6 separate regions of the Mus musculus genome follow, and regions 1, 2, 3, 4 and 5 are each linked to region 6. Evidence: chromatin contacts called from public Hi-C, HiChIP or PLAC-seq and promoter capture Hi-C data. All regions are on one chromosome and are shown on one strand. The core of a region is the stretch at or near the end of the contact, and the rest is flanking DNA. Distances in the headings are between cores, read along the strand shown. Region 1 overlaps Rmdn2 (regulator of microtubule dynamics 2). Region 2 has its middle 31 kb from the start of Rmdn2. Region 3 overlaps Atl2 (atlastin GTPase 2). Region 4 has its middle 17 kb from the start of Gm10494. Region 5 has its middle 55 kb from the start of Atl2. Region 6 holds the start of Eif2ak2 (eukaryotic translation initiation factor 2-alpha kinase 2).

The links. Promoter capture Hi-C pulls out the DNA fragments that hold promoters and counts their contacts. Hi-C and Micro-C count contacts between places; a contact is called where the count stands out from the background. HiChIP or PLAC-seq counts read pairs in DNA pulled down with a chosen protein or histone mark.
Region 1: a contact with region 6 is called in an H3K4me3 HiChIP or PLAC-seq map of bone marrow-derived macrophages, with 4 times the contacts expected there. The contact joins the enhancer-like site here to the promoter of Eif2ak2 in region 6. A contact is called at or near these places in 5 of 39 promoter capture datasets (the 3T3-L1 cell line, hippocampal neurons, liver and 1 more), 5 of 115 datasets of contacts at active chromatin or transcription factors (bone marrow-derived dendritic cells, bone marrow-derived macrophages and embryonic stem cells) and 1 of 9 other capture datasets (adipose tissue).
Region 2: a contact with region 6 is called in a Hi-C map of bone marrow-derived macrophages, with 17 read pairs. The contact joins the enhancer-like site here to the promoter of Eif2ak2 in region 6. A contact is called at or near these places in 16 of 39 promoter capture datasets (the 3T3-L1 cell line, 3T3-L1-derived adipocytes, the C10 cell line and 10 more), 5 of 15 datasets of contacts at CTCF or cohesin (the NIH/3T3 cell line, embryonic stem cells, large pre-B cells and 2 more), 45 of 484 Hi-C or Micro-C datasets (B cells, the Ba/F3 cell line, CD4 T cells and 31 more), 18 of 115 datasets of contacts at active chromatin or transcription factors (CD8 T cells, the NIH/3T3 cell line, T-cell acute lymphoblastic leukemia and 11 more) and 4 of 9 other capture datasets (adipose tissue, embryonic stem cells, liver and 1 more).
Region 3: a contact with region 6 is called in a promoter capture Hi-C map of liver, with 5 times the contacts expected there. The contact joins the enhancer-like site here to the promoter of Eif2ak2 in region 6. A contact is called at or near these places in 7 of 39 promoter capture datasets (the HPC-7 cell line, HPC-7-derived erythroid cells, embryonic stem cells and 4 more), 2 of 115 datasets of contacts at active chromatin or transcription factors (astrocytes and large pre-B cells) and 1 of 9 other capture datasets (adipose tissue).
Region 4: a contact with region 6 is called in an H3K27ac HiChIP or PLAC-seq map of the NIH/3T3 cell line, with 5 times the contacts expected there. The contact joins the enhancer-like site here to the promoter of Eif2ak2 in region 6. A contact is called at or near these places in 2 of 39 promoter capture datasets (cranial neural crest and hippocampal neurons), 1 of 484 Hi-C or Micro-C datasets (bone marrow-derived macrophages), 3 of 115 datasets of contacts at active chromatin or transcription factors (the NIH/3T3 cell line, bone marrow-derived dendritic cells and large pre-B cells) and 3 of 9 other capture datasets (adipose tissue, embryonic stem cells and liver).
Region 5: an H3K4me3 HiChIP or PLAC-seq map of bone marrow-derived macrophages shows a contact between it and region 6, with 7 times the contacts expected there. The contact joins the enhancer-like site here to the promoter of Eif2ak2 in region 6. A contact is called at or near these places in 10 of 39 promoter capture datasets (the 3T3-L1 cell line, the C10 cell line, the HPC-7 cell line and 6 more), 3 of 484 Hi-C or Micro-C datasets (bone marrow-derived macrophages, embryonic fibroblasts and palatal mesenchyme), 5 of 115 datasets of contacts at active chromatin or transcription factors (astrocytes, bone marrow-derived dendritic cells, bone marrow-derived macrophages and 1 more) and 2 of 9 other capture datasets (adipose tissue and embryonic stem cells).

Annotation. Positions count from the first base shown.
Region 1 is chr17:79,662,568-79,666,223 of GRCm38.p6, forward strand. The region is part of intron 5 of Rmdn2 (regulator of microtubule dynamics 2); the gene reads left to right. The region is part of intron 1 of Gm33006 (a long non-coding RNA gene); the gene reads right to left. Among named protein-coding and RNA genes, the nearest start is that of Gm33006, 3.5 kb to the right of the region's middle. Within about 2 kb of position 1,409, at least 32 of the 459 cell types and tissues checked have an H3K27ac peak or open chromatin away from gene starts, as enhancers often do. A contact at or near this core is called in adipose tissue and bone marrow-derived macrophages, where this site is marked.
Region 2 is chr17:79,582,703-79,586,225 of GRCm38.p6, forward strand. It overlaps a transcript of Rmdn2 not described here. Among named protein-coding and RNA genes, the nearest start is that of Rmdn2, 31 kb to the right of the region's middle. Within about 2 kb of position 1,474, at least 48 of the 459 cell types and tissues checked have an H3K27ac peak or open chromatin away from gene starts, as enhancers often do. A contact at or near this core is called in CD8 T cells, Th1 cells, bone marrow-derived macrophages and 4 more, where this site is marked.
Region 3 is chr17:79,864,040-79,867,923 of GRCm38.p6, forward strand. Atl2 (atlastin GTPase 2) reads right to left here. Exons shown (of 13, transcript NM_019717.3): 3 at 1,003-1,137; 4 at 664-768. Among named protein-coding and RNA genes, the nearest start is that of Atl2, 30 kb to the right of the region's middle. Within about 2 kb of position 1,257, at least 11 of the 459 cell types and tissues checked have an H3K27ac peak or open chromatin away from gene starts, as enhancers often do. A contact at or near this core is called in liver, where this site is marked.
Region 4 is chr17:79,525,965-79,529,346 of GRCm38.p6, forward strand. No RefSeq gene overlaps it. Among named protein-coding and RNA genes, the nearest start is that of Gm10494, 17 kb to the left of the region's middle. Within about 2 kb of position 1,602, at least 1 of the 459 cell types and tissues checked has an H3K27ac peak or open chromatin away from gene starts, as enhancers often do. A contact at or near this core is called in the NIH/3T3 cell line, where this site is marked.
Region 5 is chr17:79,838,886-79,842,475 of GRCm38.p6, forward strand. No RefSeq gene overlaps it. Among named protein-coding and RNA genes, the nearest start is that of Atl2, 55 kb to the right of the region's middle. Within about 2 kb of position 2,161, at least 3 of the 459 cell types and tissues checked have an H3K27ac peak or open chromatin away from gene starts, as enhancers often do. A contact at or near this core is called in bone marrow-derived macrophages, where this site is marked.
Region 6 is chr17:78,880,460-78,884,206 of GRCm38.p6, forward strand. Eif2ak2 (eukaryotic translation initiation factor 2-alpha kinase 2) reads right to left here and starts at 2,113. Exons shown (of 16, transcript NM_011163.4): 1 at 1,941-2,113. It overlaps Gm26637, which reads left to right and starts at 1,425. Exons shown (of 2, transcript XR_876974.2): 1 at 1,425-1,622.

The sequences.
Region 1 (3,656 bases), core at 159-2,658, 780 kb after region 6:
CCTTCAATCAATCAAATATTAAAACTTATTGTGGTAATGAATGAAAGAGAATCTTAAGTTTTGACTTGTGAAATAACACGTGGATAAACTGATCTCATAGCTAGCCCTGTTGCATGTAATTTTAAAATGTATGCAGTTGCAGGGGCCGGCAACAGTCTCACCCAGCCCCCAACAGCTAACTTTGTCAAACCTCTAATGACCGAGCTGCAGCTATGTCTTTCTCCTATCCACCTGAGTGCAGCAGACAGCTTCAATATTTTAAAACCAGCCAACTGCTGGGCGGGCGAAGATTTTCTTATACCATCCTTCTTAGCTTCTGCAGCCACCATAGGCTACAAATTATCGGTCCCCAAGAGTTCCATGCTCCACAGCCTCATCCGAATTCCTCTCCCTCTCTCTCTCCTCCTCTTCTTCCTGGGACCCGGAAATCCCTCTTTATCCTTCACTCACCGATTAGCTTCTGCCATCTTTATCAACCAGTTAAAATGGGGAGAAGGTTCACATGGACTCACCAAAGTGTGTGACCAACTTCTCATCACGAAGAAGCAGAATTAGCATCAAAATACGAACAGCACCAGGGAGATCCACAGCACCTCACAGTGCTGAGGGAAAATCTTATTCTTCTGGAAGTCTTTCAGGGTAAATTAAGGCATTAATAAAACTTTTCTCATTCAGTCAACAAGAATGGCAAACTGTGCTGTGAAGGCTAAATCCACTCATCTGTTTTGCAAAACAAATATTCATTGGATAGCTGGGATTATAGGTCAACTTGGGAAAAACTTCCCAACTGTAACTTTAAGACTACAGAAGCATTCTGTAAGATTCTGTTGCCTTTATCATATCAACCTAAAATACTCTGGGGTCAAGATAATAAAATATATTTATAATATGTTGGCCAAATGGGTTTGGCTGTAGGTATAAATATATCTCTCATATGAGTCATGCTCTATTGTGCTCTACTGTTTATGACTTATAGCTACACTCCTTATAGCATATGAGTCACACAACAGTCTGTTTCTGTTGCCTAAATACAGAAGCAATGCTCTGTGTGTGTGTGTGTGTGTGTGTGTGTGTGTGTGTGTGTTGATTAGGAAGCAGAGCCACACAATGAGTGGAAAAGCAGAAACTAGAACTTAGCTGTTGTGTTCTGATGTTTTCAGCCCTCCTTCTATTCCAAGAGGCTGCCTCTGATCCCTACTGTGTGCACAGTGATCCTCTGATCCCTACTGTGTGCACAGTGTTAGTGCTGAATCACAAATAGGCAAGAAGTGAGTAGGGTTGTGTTGAAGCTATATGACTGTCCCTTTTAATAGTATATTCAATATCAATGCAAACATATACGTGTGTGTGTGTGTGTGTGTGTGTGTGTGTGTGTGTGTGTGTACACATTATATATGAGCAAGTCTTATGAAAGCAGCAGTACCTCAAATAACCTCTAGATGGAGGTAATTCACCGTCATGTAAAGTGGCTTAGGCAGGATTCCCGTCAGACTTGAGTTTGGGAAATAAAATATTAAATTACATTTTAAAATGAGCACTATAAAAATAATATACACATATCATAACTAGAGTTGACTAGAAGAAAGGAGGTGATGAGCCTTTGGGGGAAAGCGAACAAGTGACCTTGGAGTTTATGGCACAGAGGAAAGCAAGTAATGTTTTAGACTCAAGACAGATTTCAGAACAGATTATACTTGTCCTAAGTCCCTAGGGGTACATTATGTGAAAGAGTACAAGTACTTCCTATAATGTTTATAGTTCATGGAATTCCTTTGCCTTTTCTCTTCACTCATAGTAACTTAGAAGGACTGAAAATACTCCATAGTCTAGAAGTCTTCGGAAGGAATGATGCAGCCGAATTTTAGCATTTCAAAAATATTGAATTGTTGCATAAACAGTCAACTTAGGCCTTTGTTTGTTAAAGACATAGGGTAAATAATAATAGGAAATACGAGGCTCCATTGGTAAATTCTATCACATATTTAAGGAAAGAACACACCACGTTTCTGCCAGCTCTTCCAGAGCCTCTGTGTAGCCCCGCACCACTGTATGCCTTCTGGCCAGCATCTCTCGTGGCTATAGGTATAGAACTTGTTTCAAAATGTAGTAGCAAACTGAACCGCAACGATGTAGGAAAAGCATACACAGTGGCCGTGTGGATTCTTTCCTGGGCTTTTGAGAAGCCTGTTTGACATGTAAAAGTCAGCTAGTTAGTTCATTAATAAACTGAAGAGGGAGAAAGATCATATGCTGACATCAATAGATACAGAAAAGCACAGTGGACAGACAATTATTATTCGTGGAAAGTAAAACAAACAAAACCTCTCAAAAACCAGAAGAGTGGGAACTGCCTCCGCTTAGCAGAGAACAAACCCCAGAGGAGCCATGGCTAGCATCATTGCTGATGTAAGAGGGTGGCTCTCCTGCCGCATATGCATGGGAGATAAGGCAGGGTAGGTGTGTTCCTCACACCATGGCTCTCCTGGTTCTTCTGAGAATTCTGGTGAATGCACAGAAGAATGTGAGAGAGACGGACAAGAAGGAAAAACCTTGACTCCTTGCTGAAGATGTGACAGCCTTTACACCCCTAGAATTTAGTCAGCAACGCAAGGTTGCAGGATACCAAATTAATGTACAACACCCAGTCAATTTAATATACTAGGGATATGTAATTGAAATTTAAAATTAAAATACATTGCCATTTGCAGTAACATGCACCCAAACTCAAATATTTAGGGTTTAAAATACATATAAAATATGTACAAGATCTCTATGAGACAAACTGCAAACTCTAATAGTGATATGGAGAACTATGTAAATGGAGAGCCAGTTCGTGCTGTGGGTTCATAGCCCCAGAATTGCCAAGATGTCAGTTTTCTCAGTATAATCCAGAAATTTGATACATCACCAGCAAAAATCCTGTCAACTTATGTGATATCATGAACACCGTTTATATGGAGAAACAAAAACCCCAAGTCAGAGTTGGAGGAGGGAGCAAGGCTGAGGAGCAACACTTCATGACTTAAAGGCTGTGTGCACTAACCCAGGTACAGCAGTGATCCTGGGACCTTAGGCAACAAGCACAAATTCCCAGAGTGGGATCAGAGTGCTCTGAAACAGTGCTCATTTAATATCCAACCTCTGGGTTCAGAGGAGCAAACTCCATTCTCGTTTAAAGCGTTTGATCAGTGATCTGCCTGGCTCTAAGTTCTCAGGTCATTTCCAATAGGCTGGCTTGATTGTTCTTCCTCCCTCTACGGTGGTGGGTTCCATTGGCTGTAAAGAGAACAGTCACAGCTGAAAGGGGAGTTTCACTGATTGCAAGTGAGTGACTTTTGGCTCTTGTTTTTTGTCTCCCATGTAACAATAATAATGTTACTGTTCCAATTTAAGAAATTACCCAATCATTTTTGTACTTGGAAGGTATACGCACTCAGAGAAGCGATCACGATAGCACTCAAAACCATATGCCGGAGCTCAGTTTTTAAAACAATATAAGACTATCACACTCTTTGCATAGTTAAATGTGTGCATTTTGTGTCAGGCAGCAGCATCCTGATGTCCTCTAGAGACTTGCACAGACAGAAACAGGTGTGAAAAACAATGTATCCTCAACTTTTAGAGTAGATAAGCCAGTTGCTGAAGAAACACTGTGT
Region 2 (3,523 bases), core at 224-2,723, 700 kb after region 6:
TGCTGTAGAGCTCTGTCAACAACTCCTCTGTGCTCTGTCAGAGTCAGCAGCCTCGGCCCCTGCCCTCAACTCTGCTTTCCTGACTTAGTGATCCCTCTGCCTCACTCCTCAGTCTCTGTGGTGAGGAACTCCTGACTCATGTTGGACTGTCTAGAGTCAACAGTTATAGAGCTGCTGAAATAGCCCATTCCTCGGGATGACAACATTGAGTCAAATTCATATCCCGAACGTTTGCTAGACTAATTGGTAAGGGTTTCTTAAATCCTCTCTCTGCGCTCCAGGACAAAGAGCTGGGAGCATTGCTGAGGACGTTGTGCTTTATGTTCAATGACAAAATAAAAACTCTTATCTATTTTTGGACAGTGATAATCAGACAGCCTGAGTTCTAGGCTAAGATCTGCTTCTCCTGGCCATATGACCTTGGTAAAAATTATGTTCTGAAAGTTTCCTACCTACCAACCAAGAGGGCTGGGTTGGATGACCTGCTTTGATAGGTTAATACCCTGCTCACCAGCATGCAAGAGGGTTGGACTTAGTCATTTGGTGTCACTGTCCCTTTGAGAAGGCCTCCAGTCATTCAGATAATACCATCCTCCTTATCCATCAGTAAGCCTTACTTGTTTAATACACAAACTCCATAAATGACTTGCTTAAGGACACAAAACGAGTCATTTTCAGAGGCCTAAACAGCGACTTATGCCTCCCTGCCATTTTCCTTCCATTAAGACAGGAGGACAGAAACGATTCCTGCCATATTCCCCCTCCACTAACATTGTTTATTGTTAAAACAGTGAGCAGGTCTTATGCCTGGGCGGTTCTTGTGCCTTGTGTCCTTACCTGAGCAAACAAAATAAAAGTTTCATGCGAGCAGTATAACAGACCTCAAACTTAACCAATCAGGAACTGCCATCTAAGCTCTGCTAGGGACTTCCTGCCTGACCATACCCAGATAAATCAAATGCCTGACTGCAGACAGTCAAGTGATCTCTCTTCTTTGTCTCCCAGTTCAGGGACTCTCTGAATCACTTCCCAACTCCCAACGCCTTTGATGTCCAAATACTCTCTGTGAAGTCTACTTAGTCTGAAGCTTTGAACAGAAGGCTTTTTTCCTCTATGTTAAGCTTCCCGTTAACTGAAATATTACATTTCAAAGGGAAGTATACTTAAATGCATGGACCATCATCATTCAACACTTGCTTTTAGCCTGCATGAGAGAACATTTACAAACTGAGAAACTATCGGCTCCTCCCTCCCCCCACTTTTAAAAAAAGGGGGGCTTTATTATCAAGACATGGCTAACAGACCATTTGGAGACTGGAGAGATAAATAGTATGTATCAGAGTTTTATTTAAGAATCAGTGTTTTCCATCCAAGACTTACTGGCTACCCCCCCCCCAAATTAATGTAGGCTCAGCCCTGAGTCACATTCTCAAGGCTACCTCCAGAAAAAACACTGAGAGCAAATGTCTTTTCTCAAGGCAACATTATCTTATCTTTGACTTTGTTTCCTTATTCAAGGAGAGATCAAATAGCCTGTGTACTGTTAGAAGCAACATAGTAATCATAACTTCCATATATCTTTGTGAAAAGAAATTTGAGATTTTCTAAGAGCTCTGCCCAGGAAGTTTTTTCTTATTGTGCTTAATTACATCACCGTAATTTTCATTCACAGGGCCAGTTTGTCTGGGAAAGTCCTGAATACCCTATCCAGGTAGAAGAAGACCCAAAGGTTCCCCTAAGCCCCTGTGGATGGAGTAGAGGAACATGGGCTGTAGACGGGTAGAAAGGGCTAGAAACCAGAATATGCATGTGGTTGGGACAGAAAAGGAATGTCTAGACCTTGAAACTGAAAGTCACAGAGCTGACCACAAACATGAGCAGTTGAAGCCAGAACGTAAGCCTACAGACAGGAACAGAAGTAAGGACTGGTGGGCAGAAAACCCCGAGTCATTAGAAGCAGATGAGCACACAGCACGATGCTTAACCCTCCTGAAGGGCTCTCAACTCACTCTCAGGGCAGGACAGAAAGTGAAAGGGCGAAAAGAGTAATCCAGACTCAACTGTTAACACAACTGTCTTAGGGTTTTTCTGCTGTGAACAGACACCATAACGGAGACAGCTCTTATGAGGACATTTAATTGGGGCTTGCTTACAGCTTCAGAGGTTCAATCCATTATCACCAAGGTGGGAATATGGCATGCATGGTGCAGGAGGAATTGAGAGTTCTATATCTTCATCTGAAAGCTGCTAACAGAATACTGGCTTCTAGGCAGCTAGGATGAGGGTCTTAAAGCCCACACCTACAGTGACACATCTACTCCAACAGGGTCATACCTTCTAATAGTGTCACTCCCCGGGCAGAGCATATACAGAGCATCACACCAATAGAGAGAGGCTGCAAAACTGCAAACCCTGAGCTATTTCTAATGGTTATTTAATATCCTCTATTGTTTACTATGACATTTGCTTAAAAATTAATAAAGATGCACAGTGACAGCTGTATATATTAATAGCTGGATACTGATATTATTCTAAAGGCTCATCTTGTGCTACAGGAAGTATTTTGTTTTGTTGAAGGATGTTTTGGTATGTCTCTAAGGCTAAAATAAAAACATAGTAATCTAGCTTTGATAAAAATCAAAGCACAGTATCCGTAGTGATATAGAGGGCAGATTGGTCATCCCATATATGCCTCTTTAGCATAAGGCTCGTTAGAGCTGATGGTAAGAAGACACCCCTGCCTATTCTCCTTCTGGCTAAGGGTAGGGCACTGATTTACAACCAAAAGATGTTCTACTTCCCTCCCACTGGTCCTGACAGCAGTTAACCACTGAAGACAGCCTCAGTCCCTCCTTCTGGGCAGGTACCAGAGGAACCCACAGAAGTGAGCTTTACTAAATTGCCTTCATCTGCCTTCCCATAATTGCCTGCTTCTAGAGATAGAAGTCATTTTGTTATAGGTGGGTAAGGGTCTGTGGCTAGTGTTTCCAAGTTCTTGGCCTCTTAATCAAAGAAGTTAAATAAAGGCTAAAAGGTTCGTAAAGGTAGCAAGGAAACTCCATTCAAAGGGAAGCAACAGTACAGAGCAAGAAGGAAGGAATACAGTCAAGATTGACAGATGGCCCCACGTGAGCAAAGGTGCACAATGGGCCATGATAACCATCTGGGAACTCATCTCCTGATCTAGTCACCCACTGTATTAACTTCTTGTGTCATTCTTGTATAAAATACCTGATAAGAACAAAAATAAGAAAGAAACTCTATTTGGCTCACAGTTCGAGGCTACAGTCCATCACAGTGGGTGGTCAAGGTGGCAGGAGCTTGAGGCAGCTGTCCCCAGGGCATTGTCAGTAAGCAAGTAGACACATAAGCTTGTACTGTTTGCTTTCACCCTTCTATTCAGTTTGGGACCTCGGGCCATGGACTTGCACCTCCATTTAAGTGTGGGTACTCCTAATTCAGGTAACCTAGTCTAGACAGTCCTTCACAGATATGCCCAAAGGCTTGTTTCCATGGTGACTCT
Region 3 (3,884 bases), core at 7-2,506, 980 kb after region 6:
ATGGCTACACGGAGAAACCCTGTCTCAATAAAACATTAATTAATTATGGGGATTTTTAGTTCAAATAATCAAGAACTATCAGAGAAACCAAATAGAAAACTAGGTAGCTGTTTAATTATTTAGTATCTTTGTTTTGTTTTTGGTTAAGCAATCATGTGATTGATTTTAATTACCAACATTATTCAATAACTTTCCCCTAAAACTTTCTTACTTTTGATCTTAGGAGTAGGAACGTTTGCCTGAATGTGCACGGGTGCACCACACACCCCAGCAGCACTTGGTGTTTTAAAAATGAGGACACAGTGGGTAGGAAGTAGGGGATCGAGAAAACAGGATCAAGAATACTGTATGAAAACAGTTACCTGAGAAAAAGGAAAACTCAGAGCACAAAGCTGGGTGGGTAGGAGAGGGGTGGGTCTGGGAGAGTTGGGATGAAATCCTCAGAGAACTAATGAAAAGGCTGTTCTGCGATGAAAGCAGGGGTGGCTCTGACGTAACTTCATCCTTTACATCTAAGGCAAAGTCTATCATCTTACAGCTTAGTATCTAAGTAAGAAGAAATGCAGCCAGCTCTATCGTCTAATCCATTTTCCTTCCATCAAGTCTCTTCCTCGGTGGCTGCACAAAGGTAGGATTTTATGAACTGACAACACGCACGCTCACCTGCACAGAGCTGGTCATAGTGCTCAGAGCAAACACTGTCGCACAGTCTTTAATGGTTGACTGGCTATCAAAGGCACCCTGGGTATCCATTAGCAGCACAGCCACCTAGGAATTCGTTAAATTTAAAATACTTAGTAAAAGAATCACCAAAAATGCCTACAAAAATCATACATTAATAAAGTTCAAAGCAGTAATTAAGTCAAGAAAAGTATTTACATACCATTGTACATTTTAACATATTAATCATTAATAGTTTTGTGTTCTTTTAAATTTTAATACCAGAAAATTGCTCAAGAAAAGAATACAGGAGAAAATAGCAAAGTATAAGTAGAATTTTACTTTTGTTCCATTAGGTCTGTCAATCACAAACACTTCATTCCAAACTTGTATGCCTGTTGTTTCTCTTTCGCAACCACCTCGCCACGTAAAGCCAGTCAAGGGTTCATTGTTTCCACCAATCCAGCTTTGAGAATCCTGTTAAAAATCAAAGAGAAATGTAAAACAAACACAACTCACCCATTTCATAGCTCATAAAGGAGAAGAAGCCAACACCCAGAGAGAGAACACCCAGTCTAGCATTATGCAAACAGTCCTGTGCAGAGTGCTAGGAGCAGTCTCCTCCAATCAGCCTTTGTCACACAGATCGCAGCCTCCACTTAACCTGGCCATCTAGGTAAATGGGCTTATGTGCGCCTACTCCTCCTCTTCTGGCAAGCTTTTCTGTGTTTAAAGATGATAAAATATGGAAGCTACTTTAATATCTTGTTGTATAGAAGAGTAAAACCACGTCCCAGACAGCAGGCAGGACAGTGACCCTCGCCTAGAACAGTGTATACAAAAACACCTCCCACTGCTGGGACTGTCTCCTAGAACTTGTTTGGAACCCGATTCAAGCAAACTGGTTTAAGGGGTAAGGGGTAGGGGGTGGTTTTTAATGAAACAAACAGATATCTGGACTCCTTATGCAATAATGTTAAATGGATATAAACATTTTTCTTTTATTTAAGATATGTTTTCATACACTATATTTATTCTGAACAGGGTTTCTCTGCCAAATTTCCTCCCAGAGCTTCTCCACCACCCGATATCCAACTCCATGGCTTTTCTCTCTCTAGAAAACAAACAAGCAAATAAAAACGACAAAAGAAAGAAAGAAAGAGAGAGGGGGGGAGGAGGGAGGGAGGGAGGGAAGTAAGGAGGGAGGGAGGGGGAAGAGGGGAGGGAGGGAGGGAGGGAGGGAGGGAGGGAGGGAGGGAGGGAGGGAGGGAAAGAAAGAAAGAAAGAAAGAAAGAAAGAAAGAAAGAAAGAAAGAAAGAAAGAAAGAAAGAAAGAAAGAAAGAGGAAAAGGAAAAGGGAAGGAAAGTTAAGGAGGAAAAGAAAAAACAGGAAAAGCACACAAAATGACACTTTTTTGTGCACAAAAAATAGAACTGAGTCTTTAGCTACTAGATGTCTAAATATTTATGGTGAAAAATATGCATCTTCCTGGCAACTGCTTTAAAACAGTCCAAGAAACACATACACAAAGAAATAGATAAAACGAGACCACAGGTCTACAGGAGCATGGCAGTCCATAACACTGTCTGTATTTCTGTAATGAAACCTCTACCTAAGAAGCCCAAGGCGCTGGGTTTGGTCCTCATCACCAGGAAAAGCAGGGAGGGGGCAGGGCTATCTTATAACTCAAGCCACAGAGCTACAACTACTATAACTATACAGTATGGAGCTGGGGTACAGTGCAGTGGGAAAGTACTCACCTATACACAAGTCTTACATTCAATGCCCACTACCATAAATAATATTTATAAATACTGTTAATATACCACAACATAATTGGTCTAGAATACTAAATATGTGATGTCAATGACTAATTGCCATGTCAAGATGCCTACACTTTAAAGTCTACATATTATTCTCAATTTAAAGCATCTCAAAAGAAAATATTTCTTTGTTTTAGAAATTTCTAATAAACTTGAATCTAATCCAAAACAAATTATAAAACCCAAATTAGGGGCAGAGAGATATTGAAGACAAGAGCAGTGGGGGATGATGTGACTGACAAAGGAGACATGTAAGGTAGAAAGACAAAACAAGGCCAGGCTCAGACATCGACTGAGAAGATGCAGCCCTGACCTTGACTCCATCTATTACTGTCCACAAAACTCCGTGCCCAACAAGCTACAATGCTGTACATGACAACATTGCACTCATTCACTGTCCTCAGTTGTCAACACTATTAGACCTTCATTTCTGCCGGTTACAAGAAAACCACACCATACAACTCCATTCAGTGTTTTCTGAACCTGTGTTTCACAGAGCACCCTTCCTAGTGTTAGAAAATCAGTGACGCCCCTCAACAAGAACAAGTGGTAGGCAGGCCCCGTCACTTTTCCATGTCACCTACTTTTCACAAGAAGCCTCTCTATCTTCTAAAACACAACCTGTGAGGCCATCTGGAGACCTGCTGGTCACAGCAATACATCTTTCACTTTTCCAGTCTCTGTTCCCAATATTCCACAGAGATTCCAACACAGGCAAACACACACCTTCCTGTCTCTAACATGCCTGAGCGATCTAATCAACCCTACGTTATATATTGTTTAGCTAACCTATTCCTTCTTTTGCCTAGACTCAAAAACTCTTGACACTGGAGGGATGAAGTGTTACATGTAAGAAACTATTATTCATTTCCCCACAATGTGAAAAAATCTGCTACTGCAAAAACTCTTTTTTCCAGTTTAACTTTCACGAATAGGTTAAAAGAATCTGTTCTCAGAGATCTGTTTTAACTCAATATGTTGCCTTGCTTCTCTGTCTCCTATATGAGAATGTAAGTTCATGAAAACTGAAGTTTTACTTCATTCTACCTGGCTTATAAGGAAGCATTAAATGAGTAAAAATTTTACTTATAAAATTCAATATGCTTTCTTTAGAATACAGGTATCAAGCATAAAAGTATGACTGTTCTAGTCCTAGAAATAAGAACAGTAAAAAAAAATTAAAACATGACAAAAATCATAGACCTATAGCATCCTTGTAAACCCTCATGTTCAAAGAGACTAAAAAGAATCGGTGTCTCACAGAAATGTATCACTATGTATAATCTCTTCTTAGTTCACTGTCTAAAGAAAAAAAAAGGTTTTTTAAAAAAAAGTAAATTAAGGATTCTAGATAATCAAATTCTCAAACAAAATAAAACCTATTATTCCTCTAGTGAATGA
Region 4 (3,382 bases), core at 352-2,851, 640 kb after region 6:
ATTTCTTGGTGACTGCCCTACTGAACACCCTCATTTTATAAAGAAGGCACTGGGCAGGAGGGTGACCTTATCCCAGGGAGGTAAAAGAAGAACCCATGGCATAGAGGCTGATATAGAAGACCTGAGACTAGATAGAATTAAGCTCCCTTAAGTCCCGGACAGTTCTCATTTACATCAAACACCAAAAAAAGCCCCTTAAATCTTGTTCATACGTATTTAAGGGTTAAAAAAAAGCAAGCAATTAAAAACTACTAAGATCATTAATTGCCACTTGAATTATCACTAGTCTCAAATCAATAAAGTCTCATTTTTTTAATGTTCTATTGAGAGCAAACTCTGTCTTGAAAGTCAAAGAAAATTGTATGCCCTAAGGATGTGTGAATGTATAAAACCTATGATAGATAGTGACAGAGTGAGTACAATGTCTTAATTCTGGGATAGTTGAGGGAAAACAAGAAAGAAGGGAGGCTGTCAGCAGTGTGACTGATTTGGGAAGCAGCAGTCAGGAGGAACAGTGGCACTTGGGTGACTTTCGCTGCAGAGCGTGAAAAGAGGAACAGAAGGAGATGGAGGTCGGATACATAGGCTCCCAATTACCTGGGAGGCTTTGTCTCAAAACCCTAACCTTAACCCAGAAAAATAAATAAAAGAATAAAATAAAACGATGGTATGAAACAACGCAGGAAAGGCTTGGGGGCAGAGGAACATTCCAGGGCTGGTCTTAGGGCATCCTGATAGCCAGAGACCAGGACATGAAGAGGAACTAGAAGAAGCAAATATTTTGGAAAGCTTCACTATCTGGAATAGGAGGGACCAGAAGAGGTGGTGACTGGGGACTAAGTGAAGAGAGAAATTGTTTCAAAAAGAAAGAGTGGTCAGAGGTATTCAATAATAAAGACCAAGCCATTACTCTTGAGGCTTAGAGTGAGAAAGTCAGGTGTTTGGGGCAAGAATTACTATAGGAGAGAGTAGTGGGCATAAAAACCTGATTAGAAGGTTTCGTGGAAGAAATGAGAAAAGTGGTGGCTGTAAATTCATAAGCTATATTGAGGCTTTATTATCGTTATTGCCACTCTCCTCCTCCTCCTCCTCCTCCTCCTCCTCCTCCTCCTCCTCCTCCTCCTCCTCCTCCAAAGAAGGAAGAGGGACTGTATGGCATTAGGGTTGTGCCTGAGTGGCTTTGGAAATGGTGCAGGTACAGAGAGAAATACTGGGTAAATAAAAAGAGGTGGGTGATTAGAGCTATGTATTTCAAGTTGATGAGGGAAGGAGGAAATGAATGTAGTGACCTGTAGAGGAGCTGGCCTCAAATAGGAACCTGGTTAATTCATTGTAACCAGAGGGTAGAACAGGTATGGGTATGTGGCTATAGTCTGCCTGACTTGTGGGAGTTCTCTCATGAGCTTAAAGGAGGTTGGGAGACATATTGGAAGATTAAGCAAGAGGAGAGTTACACAGCGATTGCCAAGGAGAGTGCGAACCTAGAAAAATGAGGTAGCATCCCTAGGTGGCTTACACTTGCTGGACAGCTAGGTTCAATAAGTAACCACCCCCCTCCAAATGACTAATGACACAAGAACCCAAGGAAAGAGGCAAATTGGAAACAACTCAAGACCCAATAGAGCACATGACTCAGCCTGTGAGCATTGAATCCATACTCAGTTGTATATATCTGGCTGTTTTCATGAAGTTTCATTGAAGGAAATCATAAAAAAAAATGTGATTTAAGCATCTTTCCTGGCAACCAGAAAGAGGACTCCAATCTTTGCCAGATGGTAGAATTATAGACTCGCCCCTTGGAAAGCTCTCCTAAGAAGGGATCTTTATTGCATGTTTCATGTTTCATCTCGTCATGCAACACTGTTCTCTTTATTGGTACCTTGTCATTCCTCACAGGTTTTTAAACATGTCATTCCCAGCATCCATCACCCTAACAGCCTCTCTTCTAAGTCTCTCCTCAAAGATTATTCTTTTCCATTCCTCCTAACAATGTCTCAGTAATATCTTATGTTGACAAACTTATGCTATCCCACAGAGGTCCTTCCTGCCATCCACCCAGAAATATTTGGTCAAAAAAAATAATATATGTGAAGCAGAGGCTAGCACTCATTTCACCTCATTCACTCTCTTTAGAAAAGTCCTAGGACTCCAGGTCCTTTCCACATAGGTGATTTGCATGTTTGTAGGGATTTTAATAGTTTCTGTCTGTTTGTTTGTTTATTTATTTATTTATTTATTTATTTATTTATTTATTTATTTAGTAATGGTCTTTAGTTTTCTTGTCAGAGGTGACCTTTAGAAGTTCAAATGTTTTGAAACTCACAAATTTCAACCAGAAAATAATTCCCTAGAAACCTAATCCAGTTTTCCATTTTCATTTCTATTTTATAAAGAATATATATATGTATATGATCTATATGTAGACATATATGTATATGATGTATATATATGTGTGTGTACATATGTATATGCATGTATATGGTGCATATATGTGTGTATGTATATGATTTATGTGACATGTATATGAAATATGAAGTATATCTATGTGTATGTATATAATGCATATGTATATGTCCAGTCTTGTTGTCAAGAATAACCCTTTTGAAGTCAGATAATTATTTTTATAATTAATCCAAGCTTAAATTTTAATTTTCAAGAGAGCTATGATACAGGCTACAGATAAAAGCTCTGTATATTTTAATTTTACTTTTGAGACAGAAAAACACCATTGTCCTTTCCCCTCACACCTACTTTTTACAGGATGTGATAACAGATCACCTTTAGTGATTCTGTTAGCAACATCCTCTCATTTTTATATTTTATTTTTAACTATGTGTGTGTGTGCGTGAAGGTCTGCGCATATGTGAGTACAGGTGTCTTCAGAGTTAAGAAAAAGGAGTGAGATCACCGGGAGGGTAAGTCACAGTCTGCAAGTCACCCAGCATGGATACCGGAGTGGAACTCAAGTTTTTTACAAGATCACTGCAAGCCCTTAAGCGCGTTATCTCTCCATCCCCAGAGCACTCGCTCTTAAACTCAGCTTTGTCTGAAAGCACCCACGTTTCTGCTCACTCCTGAATACTTGGTTTGACTGTGGATCTGCTAAGTTGCTCTAGGATTCGCACGTTTTCATTTAGGCTTCATTGTGGTTGTTGAGAAGCTTGGTAGAAGTCTACACACTCTGTTGAAGATAAACTAGCTATGCTCATGGAAGCTTAGAAGAGCTTCTCTTGCTCGATAGCGGTCAGCATGGCTGTGCTTGATGCATCTGGATGATAATTAAATGCAGTTTTGCTCCTTAGAAACCTTCCATTGCTTTTCTCTGGACTAATATGTATTCAGTTTGTAGAAAAATCCTTATCATGAGAGTATACATTCTCTC
Region 5 (3,590 bases), core at 911-3,410, 960 kb after region 6:
ACACTCCCCTAATAACCCTAGCTTCCCCACAGGCATCGAGGTGACCACAGCACATTTCCAAGCACCCCACTAATGTGGTTATCCCAGTCAAGAGCAAACCCAGGGCAGAGGAGGGTGAGTGAGTCCTGGACCAGACATGAGGAGATCTGGTGGTCCTGGTTCCAATGCCATTGGTACCAAGCAACTACCTTACCTCTGTTTTATCAGCAATCAAATCAGACACCATGTTTATCCTCCTTACCCACCTCCTGGTTTCTGTGAGGTGTAAACATAAGCAAAACACTTAGTGTCTCACTGGTCCTCTTGTCCCTCAAGCCCATGCCAAGTCTTCCTCTGTCTACCATGAGCCTCAGCTTGCTGTCCCTGTAATCACGTCACTTTGTCACTTGCTGGTCACACCTGCACTCCTAATCCTCATACAAGTGTGTTAAGGACAACAGGCTCTCAGGCAAACATTGGGTCTGATAGAGCATCCCTGCTCTGGTACCTGATGTAGACAGGGCATGTACATATTGTTGAGTAAACAAGAAGGACCAAGCAGGTGAACAAACAAGTACCGCATGTGAGTGTGTTTGTAAACTGTTGGGCTGTACATGTATGTGAAGGACCAGATGAGATTTGTCCACCTAACCTGTCCAGATCAGCTGCCTTCTCTAAGAACTTGCTCTGTCCTCTGGCCTGGGTCTCAAACCTGACCCTGCCCTCTAGCCAGGGTCTGGCTGCAGCTGAAGACACCGGTCTCAAATCTGCTTATCAACTGACTGTCAAGTTGCCAACAGTTTCTCCCACTATCTCAGCTATCACCCAGACAATAAACCAGGAGATGAATGTAATTGAATTAGAACATTATATGGAGTCAGAGCTGGGACAACCATGTGGGTCCGTTCCAAGGACCAGAATCCAACAAGGCAAGAAGAGCTGGAAAGAAAGACCCTGAAGAGATCATCTGGGCCTCAGAACTGTTTTCCCCAAACTCCAATTGCACTTCTGGATCCCTGATTTTATTCTGTCATTGGACATCTAGAGATTGTGTCTGGGCATTATACAGATTCTTCTTTGCATTGTTTCTTAAGGGGAATTATAGTAGACTAGGATCCCCTCTTTAAAAGAGCTCCTCCAGCAACTACACCAGGAAAAATCTTTACTTTGGATGAAATGACCCAGAATTGTCCCTGTCTAAAAGAACCACAGAGACAAAAATGGAGAAGAGACTGAGGGAAAGGAGGTCCAGTGACAGCCCACCTGGGGATCCACCTCATGGGAAGGCACTAAGGCCTGACACTGTTACTGATGCTCTGGTGTGCTTACAGACAGGAGCCTAGCGTGGCTGTCCTCTGAGAGGCCCAACCAGCAACTGACTGAGACAGACCCAGATACTTACCCAACCGCTGGGCTGAACTTGGGGATCCCTATGGTTGAATTAAGGGAAGGATTAAAGGAGCAGATGAGGAGGGCAACCCCCTAGGAAGACCAGCAGTCTCAACTCACCTGGACCCCTGAGAGTGCCCAGACACTGAACCACCAACCATGCAGCAAACATGAGCTGGCCTGAGGCCCCCAGCACTATATAACAGAGGACTGCCTGGTCTGGCCTCAGTGGGAGAAGTACTGAGTCCTCAAGAGACTTGAGACTCCAGGGAGTAGGGAGGCCTGGTGGTGGGGGAGCATCCTGTCAGGCACAGGGGGGAGGAGGAATGGGGTGAGGAATTGTGGGAGGGGGCACCATGACGGGGGGGGGGGAGCAACAGCTGGACTGTAAGTAAATAAGTAATTTTTAAAATAAATAAATTAGAAATATATGTTTTCTGCCAGGCAGTGGTGACGCATGCCTTTAAACCCAGCACTTGGGAGGCAGAGGCAGGCAGATCTCTGAGTTCAAGGCCAGCCTGGTCTACAGAGTGAGTTCCAGGACAGCCAGGGCTACACAGAGAAACCCTGTCTCAAAAAACAAAAACAAAAACAGAAAAAAGAAAAAAGAAAAAAGAAATACATGTTTTCTGATCTGATGTCAGAACAATTAAAATCAAATAAATAACAAGCACAAATACAAAGCCAGATTCTAGTTTCTCTCCAAAGCTGAACAAAGGTACAATCTACTATATGGAAAAGGCTAGGCGACAGTGAATAATTTCATAAGCAGGCTTCGTCTGTCCTCTGCTGGGCTCGAGGTGAATTACAGCCCTTGCTACAACCAGAAAGGAATGGTGAGGTTTGGCTGGTTAGCGGCCTCCTAAGCAGGAAAGCAAAGGCTCAAAGGAATGGTTCTCAACCTTCCTGATGCTGTGACCCTTTGATGTTGTGGTAACCCTCCAACCATAAAATTATTTTTGTTGTTACTTCATAATTGTAATTTTGCTACTGCTATATAAATCATAATGTAAGTATTTGTGTTTTCCGGTGGCCTTAGGTAACCTCTGTGAAAGTCTTTCAACACCCCCACCGAGGAGAATTCGACCCACAGGTTGCTACCCTAACGAGGAGTCATGGACATGTGGCTCACTAATGTGTCCCCCCACACACATGTAGCTTAGTGTCTGTGTTACATTTAATATATGTTCTGGGTGAATGAGTGAACAAGAAAGACATGCTTCCAACTCGGAGCAGGTGTGGAATTGTGAACCAAAAAAAGGAGGGGGAAGGGGAGGGGAAGGAGGGGGGGAGGAGGGAGGAGGAGGAAGAAGGAAAGAAGTTAGGAAGGTAGGAAGGAATAGGAAGGAAGGAAGGAAGGAAGGAAGGAAGGAAGGAAGGAAGGAAGGAAGGAAGGAAGGAAGGGAAAAACAGAAAGACAAACATATTTTACAATGTTGTTATTCATACATGCTTAGAAATAACCTGGTGCAGCCCAAGAAGAAGGAAGACTAAAGTGTGGATGCTTCAGTGCTTCTTAGAAGGGAAAACAAAATACTCACAGGAAGAAATATGGAGACAAAGTGTGGAGCAGAGACTAAAGGAAAGGCTATCCAGAGACTGCCCCACCTGAGGATCCATCCCATATACAGTCACCAAACCTGGACGCAATTATGGATGCCAGGAAGTGCTTGCTGACAGAAGCCTAATATGGCTGTCTCCTGAGAGACTCTGCCAGAGCCTGACAAATACAGAGGTGGATGCGCGCAGCCAACCATTGGACCAAACTAGAGGTCCCTGATAGACGAGTTGGAGAAGGGACTGAAGGAGCTGAGGGGGTTTGCAGCCCCATGGAGGGAGCAGCAGTGTCAACCAGCCAGACCCCCTAGAGCTCCCAGGGACTGGACTACCAACCAAAGAGTACACATGGAGGGACCCATGGCACCGGCCACATATGTAGCAGAGGATGGCCTTATTGGCATCAGTGGGAGGAGAGGCCCTTGGGCCTGAGGGTGCTCGATGCCCCAGTGGAGGGGAATGCCAGGGCGGGAAGATGGGATTTGGCGGGTGTGTGAGGGAGCACAAAGAGGCAGGGGAGGGGGATGGAGTAGGGGGTTTCAGAAGGGGAGACCTGGAAAGGGGAAAACATTTGAAATGCAAATAAAGAAAATATCCACTAAAAAGGGGGGAAAGGAAAAATAATAACCTGGTGCCCATCAGGCACGCGCTGTCACCTAAACACC
Region 6 (3,747 bases), core at 863-3,362:
GTTGGCAAGATGGATCAGCAGGTGAAGCAGCCTGCTGCAAAGACTGACCATCTGAGTTCAATCCCTGGGACCTACGTAGTTGTCCTGTGACCTAGACGGGCTCCCTGAAGCACATGTGAACACACATACATACACACACGCTCACATACAAATAATAGAAAAACATAAAACTAAATAAGTAAATGTACAGCTGGAAAGATGACCCAGCAGTTAACGGCACCGCTGCGCTTCCAGAGAATCCAAGTGTGGTTCTCAGCATGGCAGGCAGCTCAAACCTCTTTGTAATTCTAGCTTCTGGGGATCCGGCACCTTCCCTGGCCTCCAAGGGAATTGCATTCCTATGCACACACTCATACACAGATACATAATTAAAAATAAAAAGTAAATAAATTATTTTTTAGAAAGATTTATTTACTTTTTATGAATGTGAGTACAGTGTCTGTTACTCTCTTCAGACACACCACAAGAGGGCATCCGTCCCATTACAGATGGTTGGGACCCACCATGTGGTTGCTGGGAACTGGACTCAGATCTTCTGGAAGAGTGGTCAGCGCTCTTAACCGCTGAGCCATCTCTTCAGCCCCCAATAAATTCTTTTTAAAAATCAATATAACAGTTGTAACTGAAAAAGGAATGAAGGTACCAGAACTATAATAAGGGCTTGGTACAAATGAATGAATAAGTCCACTGGGGAATGAATGGCTAGGTACGGTCCAATCCATGCTCCCAGGAGTTGGAACCCTTTGTCTAGGGAGCAATTTTATTCACCTCTCAGGATGGGCTGGCCTTCTGTGATGCTGCAGGGGCAACTAGAATCACTCCACCTCACCACTGTATTGACAGGTGGGATTCCTATAAAGGAATCAGGATGCTTACCAGGAAGCTGCTCTCAGCTCTCAGTCGCTCACCCAAAGAGCAGCCCATCACATGCACCAACAAATGCCACCTGCTTGTCTCACCTATATCCTGAAGACCCTGATCTTTCTCCTTCCTGAAGACTGTAGGACCCCAGAAGGCTGAGCCCCTCCAGTCGCTGCTTCCCATACAACATGCATTCAGCTAGTATATGATATATAAAGGAGCAAGCTGCACACAGTGTTTGGGTCCCTCCAGGGCCGCAGGGCAAGCTGAAAAACAAGCACACACTCTGCCCTGAGAGTGTCTTTAACTCCAGGGGGCAAGGCACGGTTAGTACTAAAGGTGCAACAGGGAATCCCGTTTCTCTAGAATTCAAGGTTATTTATGAATTACCATCCACTTAACATACATGGAACGAGCACCTGTCAGGGATCAGGTGCTAGGCTTATACAAGCCAATGAAAACTGCTCTTGGGATCTTACTGGTAGAAGGAAAAAGACTAATTCTAGTACTAAGTACTAGTTGGAAGATTGAGAAAAATATGGGGCAGGGGACGGGGGGCGCTGGCTATGAGGGCAGAGTGGAGTTTCTAGCTTAGGGAAGGTAATTCATATCATTGGCTCTGTGAAAAGGACTGGATAGACAGATCTGCCCAGGAAGTCACTTGGGGGTGGGGTGAGGTGGAAAGGGCTTTCCAGGAAGTAGAAACAGGCAGCATGAAGGCAGGAGTTGGAGGGTATTTGGCTGTGGCCCAGAACCACCAAGTAAGTCTGAAAGTGGTGGGCACTGGGCGGGGGAGTTGGGAGAAGAAGGGGGAAGGGGAGGGGGAGGCGCGGGGGGGGGGGTTGCCTGACCATAGCGGCTGGTGGAGGATGGAGCAGGACCCGCTTGTCACAAAGGACAGCTAATTGGAATGCCATGACTGTGCAGCACAAAGTCTTGGCGCAGAATTCAGTCTCTGGGTCATTCAGGCTTCTAGAGTTCCCTCCAGAGTTTTAAGTCATTGGGCTTGTCATTTTCCTTCTGGGTCCCTTTTCCTGCAACCGCTATCCAGGAGTGGGAAAATAGCCCTCAGGTCTTACCAAAGTTTCTGGATCCGGACAGTGGCTCGCTCCCTGGAGCAGGATTCGAATTGTACTTCAGGTGCAGGCTCTGAAATCTATTCGCCCTCCGTTCCCTGCCGCTGCTGCTGCCCATGGAAGTCCGGGCCTGGCCGGTTCTCTTCTGTTTCGTTTTCCCGGCGGACTCCGCCTTCCCACACTGCTCTGGGCCCCTCCCGCACCGGCTCGCACCCGCGAGAAGTCAGGTAGGCGTGTCGCCTCTGTACCCCAGCGCGGGAGCCAAGGTCCGGGCCCGCCTCCCCTCTCCTGTGCAACTGCAGTAACTGCCAGCTTCTCCAGGTTTCGGACACTTCCTGGCTTCCATTCTGGGAAAGCTCTGCAGGAAGAAGAAGGAGAAACCCAAGCCTCCTGCTCCTGGATCAATGATCACAATCTACTTTTCAAAACAAACTTTGAGGAAGCAACTGGGCACATGGATGCTACCGAATTCCGATGTGCAGTGGGAGATACTGAGTAACTCGCCTCTCAGAGGGTCCAGCCAAGCTATGTCTGTGACAATTGAAGTCCAGGTTTGTAAACGTTAGTCTCCTTCCCCTTTCACACTGCCATGCCAAGGAGGACATAGCCATCTTGACAACATTGGCCAGAGGGTTGAAGAATTCTCTCTTAAATCTATTTGTCCAGCCCTCAGCAGTTACCTGCTAGCCCCTTGTTGCATATCACTCACCAGGCCAGGCCCCTGTTAAGATCCACCTGCTCCCAGAAAGGCCACAAGGAATGTTTTATCACAAGGCCAACACCAGCAGTCCCTGCTTAATAAGGAACCTTGCCTGAGCTGGAGAGATGGCTCAGCAGGTAAAAGCACTGACTGCTCTTCCAGAGGTCCTGAGTTCAATTCCCAGCAACCACATGGTGGCTCACAACCATCTGTAATGGGATCCGATGCCCTCTTCTGGTGTGTCTGAAGACAGCTATAGTGAACTCGTATACGGGTTAAAACAAAATTAAAAAAAAAAAAAGAAAAGAAAAGCAATCCTACCTTCCTGTAAGACTGTAACACACTCCCATAATGGAACTTGCTGGCCCAGGACTTGAGGGTTTAGCTTGTGGCACACTGCCCAGTGACACATCTTCATGCCTGCACTCTGAGCTGAGCACCATCCCTATGAGGAGAACTCAGGAGCTAGAATTAGAACCGGGAAATTGTACTCCCAACATGGCAACTGGTGAGAGATGGAAAAGTCCCAAGACAGAGCCCCCAATTTCACAGTCAACATTGCTGTGCCCACTCCTTTCTTCTTCCTTTCCTGTAAGGTAGGAGAACAACAGCCTAACTTTTCTTGTAGCGTGGATCCTGGGTGTAATTTGAGGTCTCTAATGTGAAAAGCCCGTGACCAGATCAGCCTCGATAAACTCCCGCTCCCTACTATAGCACCTTAAATGAACACCCGACTACCTAGGGAGAAGCTGACAGCGAGATCTCTGCAGACATTTCTCTACTGAACATTCACAATGGATGCCATTCTGCTCACTCTACCTATTCCATTCTAGGTGGTTTACTCTTGGCATTTCCAAAGACCCATGATCACCATAATTTCTTCGGGGTCTTGGAACATCTAGCTGAAGTGTTAGCCACTGAAAGGGGTGCCTCTGGATCTTTCTGGAGGCGAATGGTTAGGGAGCAAGTGTGCAAGTGATGTACACCCAATCTTATCAACTCCCAATATTCTCCACGAGTTGGTGAGTGTTTTGTTTTGAGATTGGCATGTAGTATAGACTGGCTTCAAATTTGTCGTGAAGCTAAAAGTGACCGTGAACTTCCAGTTTT